Regions from separate parts of the Danio rerio genome. Here region 2 is linked to region 1. A link is a contact called in public Hi-C data. All regions are on one chromosome and are shown on one strand. The core of a region is the stretch at or near the end of the contact, and the rest is flanking DNA. Distances in the headings are between cores, read along the strand shown.

Region 1 (3,220 bases), core at 237-2,736:
ACCTCAGGCAAAACAGAGGAAAAAAAAAAAACATCACAAGAGAAAATATCTCGGCTGTTGACCACGCTGAAAGGCCAAAAAAGACCCCCGTCTAAGAGCCTGGATACATATTCATACCACAGCCTTGTTGCATTTAAACAAAGCGTGTTTGGAAACAGAGTGTGTTTACCGAAAAGAAAAACTGACAGGTCACATTAAAATGACCTGACAAGATTCTGAAAGGTGACTATCGGGGCAAAACGCATTATGAATTGCAGTTTTCAACTGGACTTACATGCAAACATGACAAATGTTTAATTCCTTGAAAGAGAGTGGGGGAAAAAAAGCCATTTTCCGTGAGACACTGTGGAGATGACATGTCAACGCAAGGCTGTTCTATTATTTGCTTGAGTAATCATAACAATACAACATGCTTTCCCCCAAGAGTTAATTGCAATGTGGAGGAACAGGCCAATGCAAGCAATTCTATATTTGCACCAGCGTGTTGGGGTGCTGCTTTTCTCTCGAGATAAGAGAAAATGTCTCATTTTAACGTTATGTGTTACATATTGATATATTAGCCATTGTGGTAAACCAGCACTTCACAGAGGGTCATGTACTGTGTTACAATTGTACACCAAATAATGACTGTTTTAGAAGTGCATGAATTAAGATAATTATTTGTTATGTATTATAAATGGAGATAATTATTGTGTCCGACAATAAACCATTCAAAAGACATTATTAAATGTGTCCAGAAAAAAAAAAGAACAATCTTCTAAATCTTTTTCTTTGTTTCGAAGAAATAAATGCAACTAGTGTTCAAAACAACATGAGAGTAAATGACGAAATCAATATCAATGCATACTTCGAAAACATGCAAAGATGTTAATTGTAGCTTATATTTTTTTTATGTATTTATTCATTTACTTATGGATAATTTAATTTAGACTTAAATAAAAAAAATCTACATAATTAGCAAAACATTATTCGCTTAACATGGCATCAAAACACAATAATTAATGAGAATAATGTCATGTTTTGATCGAAAAAATAAGCAATATAAGTCAAGTGTTTAAAATAACAATGTCTATTTACACTTGATGATGATTTCAGCTTTCAGTAAATAACCCTGTGCATATCTCAAATGACCCAATCAAACTGAACTAGTGAAAAACAAATGATTCATGTCTTAATGAACTGTTTACATTTAACAATGACAGGCAAGTCAAGAAATGAATAAGCCACAAAACAAGCACTTTGAGTGTGGTTAAAGTTTGCATCCTGCATCTAAAAGGAGGTTTGAAGGATGTGTGTGAGTGTGTGTGTGTGTGTGTGTGTGTGTGTGTGCGTGTGTGTGTGTGTGTGTGTGTGTGTGTGTGTGTGTATGCGTGTCTCAAGGTTTGACAGCTGAGGATATTTGCATGCACACACAGTTTCACATGCAGTCACACTGGCAAGCTGCTGGGCTCTTATCACCTCAGATAAGGCCTGACTGGCCTTTTACCTAGGGGAGCCAGGTCTAATCTGAAAAAGCCTGTCACTAACAAAGAGAGATCCCTTCCTCAAGGATAGCAGGGCTAAAGTGAAACCCAACTTTGCTCCTCTTCCTCTTTACTTCCTTTTATCTGCCCCTTCATTTGGGCCCAGACTTATTATTCCCATAATGCAACACTTTCACCTCGGCTCAACCACTCCATTACCCGTGGATATTGTCCCTCCTGCCCTTACTGTCTGATAAGTGCAAATGAATGGCCAAATAAATATTGACAAGCAGTTTTTTTTTTTTTACTTTCCCAGCTGGATTGACTTTGTCTGCACCCTGGCAATATTACAATGAGTATTGAGACTCTTACAAAAGCTTGAGTTTAATCCAAGGATAATATGTCTGTCACGTTTATTCACCCAAGAAAAAAAGAGCACAAACAGTCAATGACTGTTACATCTATCAAACCCATGGCCATTAATCAAATCACCTATGGTCAGATTAAACAAAAGTATGATAAAATACATATAAGTGTAGCTGTAATGAGGCAAGGCAAGTTTATTTATATAGCACATTACATACACAATGCTATTTTAAAGTGCTTAACATAAACGAGAATTAAAGAAACCAAAGGATACACGAATAAGAAATAAAATCAACAAAGAATCAAAAATATTTTAAAATAATTATTAATGAGTGTGGTGTAGGGCTGGGCGATTAATTAAAAAATAATTTTTCCAGGTCAATTTTTTTCAAAAACTTTTGCTACCACATGTGGAGTCATGTGACCCTGCTCTGTTAGCCACTCTTTGCAGCCACATCTGATCCTTGCTCAAGTAGGACGATGGATCCATTCTTGAGCCTTACTTTGGATTACATTGACGATGATTGAAAGCTGCGCCTGAGATGCCTTGAGACAACATATTTTACATTACATTAAAATTATTATTTACATTAAAATATTTGTTTACAGGAGATGCAAGAAATGCAGTTCAAAATATAAATTTACAGAATATACAATAATTATTTTATTTAAAAGAGATACTGCTAATGTTCTATTCCATTCTTTTGATATGAAAAACATTTAAAATAATTTATATTGTTTTCAAAATAAAAGTTATTTATTTTCACTTTTTTAAAAGAAAAAAAAAATTACTGTACGTTTTAGGCAAAGATGCCTAAACTAGAGCCTGCAGGCTACAGTTGGCCCATGCTAACCTATGATTTAGCCCGCCTTTCTATGTAATAAGAGAGGGGAAATGATGGACTGTTTATTGAGGTGAATATCTTTGACAAATATCACCATTTCGAATGTAATATAACCTTTTGTTTGTTTGTTTTATAATTTCTTTAGTTTTGTAAATTCATCAAATCTTAAATAAAATGTAAATACTTTCATTCGAAAGCAAGCAAATCAAGACAAATACAGGTGCAGCTTAGTGTATCCATCCAGCACTGAACTCCATTGTATTAATGCGATTGTTTATGTTTTTGCTGCAATAAACTCAATATATATATATAAATATATATAAATATATATAAATATATATATATATATATATATATATATATATATATATATATATATATATATATATATATATATATATATATATATATTTCTTTTTTTTTAAACACGGCAACTGTTAATATAATGTAAAACTATGTTTTCTAGTTATTTTTAAATATTAGGAAATACAAGTGCAGATTACTCATGGAAACTTTAATTTTGCCCTCAGTTAAGTTTGTTTTTTG
Region 2 (3,220 bases), core at 451-2,950, 210 kb after region 1:
ATATATTTAACTATGCATATACTTTAAGTATCTTAGAAACTTCATGTGGTTATGTTGAGTCTTTTTTTTCTAAGTGTGTGAAAATTTCTTAAGTCTTGTAACAACCCTTGTAACACTTGAGAGTTTTTTTTTCATTGAGTATTTGAATATGTGCCCTATCAAGTGTTCATAAACTCACCCTTTTTATCAATTTATCAAAAAAGTAATGTTAACTGTTTTATGAGTTAAATGTACCCCAACCCCAATTATTATTATTTTTTGAGTCTGAAGAACACAAAAATATTTTTTTGACCATTGACTTCCACTGCAACAGAAGTTTCTCTTAATGTGTTTTATGTTTCACAGAAGTCATAAATGGTTGAAACCACAATGGCATGAGATAATAGAAATTGAATTGGTGGGGTAACTTTCCTGCATATTTGAATATTTTGTAAGGCTTAAATTGTTAAATTCTAGGTTCTTGGATAAGTTTTTTAAAGTCTTTAAACTCGAAGAATAGAATGCTAATCCAACAAATCATATATTAAAACATTACAGATATTTTTTAAATGCCCAGTTTTCTTGATTTAAATAAAACAATATTCAAAGAGTTCTATTATTTTTTTATAAAGAGTAATTAGCACTTTTATATGTTGGCTAAAACCCCCTTACTTTATCTGTAGTAATTAACTATGTCAGTTTGATGCATAAGAAAGATTGCACAATAAAGTCATTTAGCATACAAGTTGAATAGCCTAAATGATGACAGGATAAAAATTTTAGAGTGACTTATTTCTTAAGCATAAACATTTTCTTTAATGTTACACTGTTAAAAAAGGAAAAGCTGTTCTTTTTATTTTATTACCATTTTTATTTTTTTTTATAATTTGCAGTTTTCTCTATGATTGAAGTGCTCTTTAAAAGTGGGTGGCACAGTGGTTAGCACTGTTGCCACACAGCAAGGTTGCTGGTTCGAGTCCTGGCTGGGCCATTTGGCATTTGTCTGTGGAGTTTGCATGTTCTCCTCGTGCTGGTATGGGTTTCCTCCAAGTCAGTTTCCCCCTCAGTCCAAAGACATGCACTAGAGGTGAATTGGGTAAAAATTGGCTGCAGTGTAAGTGTGTGTGTATAAGTGTGTATAGGTGTTTCCCAGTATAGGTTGGAGCTGGAAGTGCATCCACTGCGTAAAACATATGCGGGAATAGTTAGCAGTTCATTCTGCCGTGGCGACCTCTGAAATAGAGACTAAGCCAAAAATGAATGAATGCTATTTAAAAGTTAACAACACATACTCTTAATCTTAATTTATATTAAAAAATTATTTTTCTTTTAATAATCAACTTTAACGTTAATACAAAAATTAAATAAAAATAAAATCATTGTAAGGGCGTAGTTGTTTAATTAACTTTAAATTGCTTTTTTGGAAAAATTCCATTCTTTAATAATGTATTAATAGCCTAATGTAAAAAAAAATATGTTTTATAAATATGTTACATTAAGTTTGTTGTAGCCTGTAGCCTATCTTGAAATTTCCATCAGAAAATGGACCGTTTCTTGTTAGACGGAAAATTGTAGGTCTATACTGTTTTTGAGTAGCTTGCTTTAACTCACTCTCAAGTCTTCAAACAACCTGAGACTGGAGTAAAAGACCACATATCCAGGGCAGAGGAGGACAGTTAGCGCGGATGGTGGAGATAATGCTTGAAAAATGATACAACAGCAGAGACTAGTGGTGAGACGGAGCTTTGTGAACGCTCTTCCTATTTCTTCAACCTCCGCTGTTCCTCCTTTATAGCCTTGACCTTTCCCACTGTTTGCTCAATGATCTAAGTTACATTTATAACAGATTAGGCTGTAAGGCGGGAGGTCATTAGGGAGAGGTCTCCCACAATATACACATAAGTAAACTTTCTATACTAATGAAAAACCGACGGGTCGTAATCCCTATATGAAAATTCTTTAATGGATTGTGTTGACTTGGCGGTTCTATGAAAAGTTATAATTAGCATTTTAATATGTCGGGTTAAACCTCTGTGTATTCACTTTCTGTTTGTTCATTAACAGATGTGCATATAGCTAGTGTTACTATATTTAGATCTATTACAACTCATTTGATTTTTTTTTACTTTAAACAAAGTTATGTTTCATTTTTAGGAACATTTTATAGATTTTTCTCTCTCTATCGCTGTCATTCAATCGCAAGCAAACACAGGAGATAAAGTAAGGCTTTAATTAGAGATGTGTCATTAAAATATCCTCTCTTTCCAGAGATGGTGGGGGTTTGCTTCTGGATGGTTGGGTGGGTATTAACAAGTTCATGGATCTTATTACTTTCTCCCTCCGTTGCATGCTGTCAGCTCCTAGGGATATGATATCCGATGGCTGGGCTCACATTTACAACAAGTTCATTACGGCACGACTGCCGCTCTTTCTGCTTGGGCCCAGCTGGTTGGAGGGGTCTGTGTTTTAATTAGTGCTGAGGGTGTGCATATTAATTACAACATGAGTGATATTTACTGTACCTAAGGAACACAGGACCGGCTAAAGACACTGGCAGCCTCAGCTAATAAAGCCAGCCATGCTAATGAGCAAAAGGAACCATAAAAATAGACGGCGGCAAAATAATTCATAAAGTTTATTGATCTCGGAGTAAAGACGTTAAGCTCCGATTAAGGGCAACAAAAGGAAAGGCATCGCACTTTATCAAATAAATAAGCCGAGTGGAGAAATGTGAGCACGGAGACAGATTGTCATTAAGTAGGTCACGTGACGCTTTTCTCCAGAGAACGGCAAATATTCGTTCATGCGGTGAAAGAATAAAATAAAGGAGGGGGAAACACTAGAGTTTTCTCATAAATCGGATGAACGTAAAACTGCTGTTGGTCTGATTGTCAAAGACATTTGTGATTCATCTAAACGCAAAGACGTTTCTTGTAACTGTGCACAAGTTTCAGGTAGGCTATTCGCAAACTTTTATTATATTTTTATATTGTAAGTTTTGCTTGAGGTGTAGTAGGCTATTCTTTAAGAACAGTACAGCCAATATGTAAAAAAAAAAAGAAACATATGCACTTTCCCTTTCGAAAAAATACCCTTAGATCTTTGCAGATAGTATTTATTTATACAGCCTAATCATTTTTTAGGAGTTTTTCACCTTTTATTGGACGGGACAGTGGAACGTAGGCAGGAAAATGGGGGTAGAGGGGAGAGCAGACAGAGAAGAAGGATTGAAAAAGGACAT

The links. A called contact is a pair of places that touch in the nucleus more often than the background predicts.
Region 2: a contact with region 1 is called in a Hi-C map of embryo, with 2.2 times the contacts expected there. The contact joins two enhancer-like sites. A contact is called at or near these places in 4 of 18 Hi-C or Micro-C datasets (caudal fin, embryo, hematopoietic stem cells and 1 more).

The regions. Positions count from the first base shown.
Region 1 is chr13:29,831,730-29,834,949 of GRCz12tu, forward strand. The region is part of intron 2 of si:rp71-1h3.1 (a long non-coding RNA gene); the gene reads right to left. Among named protein-coding and RNA genes, the nearest start is that of si:rp71-1h3.1, 90 kb to the right of the region's middle. Within about 2 kb of position 1,487, at least 7 of the 62 cell types and tissues checked have an H3K27ac peak or open chromatin away from gene starts, as enhancers often do.
Region 2 is chr13:30,036,526-30,039,745 of GRCz12tu, forward strand. The region is part of intron 2 of LOC141377189 (a long non-coding RNA gene); the gene reads left to right. Among named protein-coding and RNA genes, the nearest start is that of vrk2, 16 kb to the left of the region's middle. Within about 2 kb of position 1,701, at least 19 of the 62 cell types and tissues checked have an H3K27ac peak or open chromatin away from gene starts, as enhancers often do.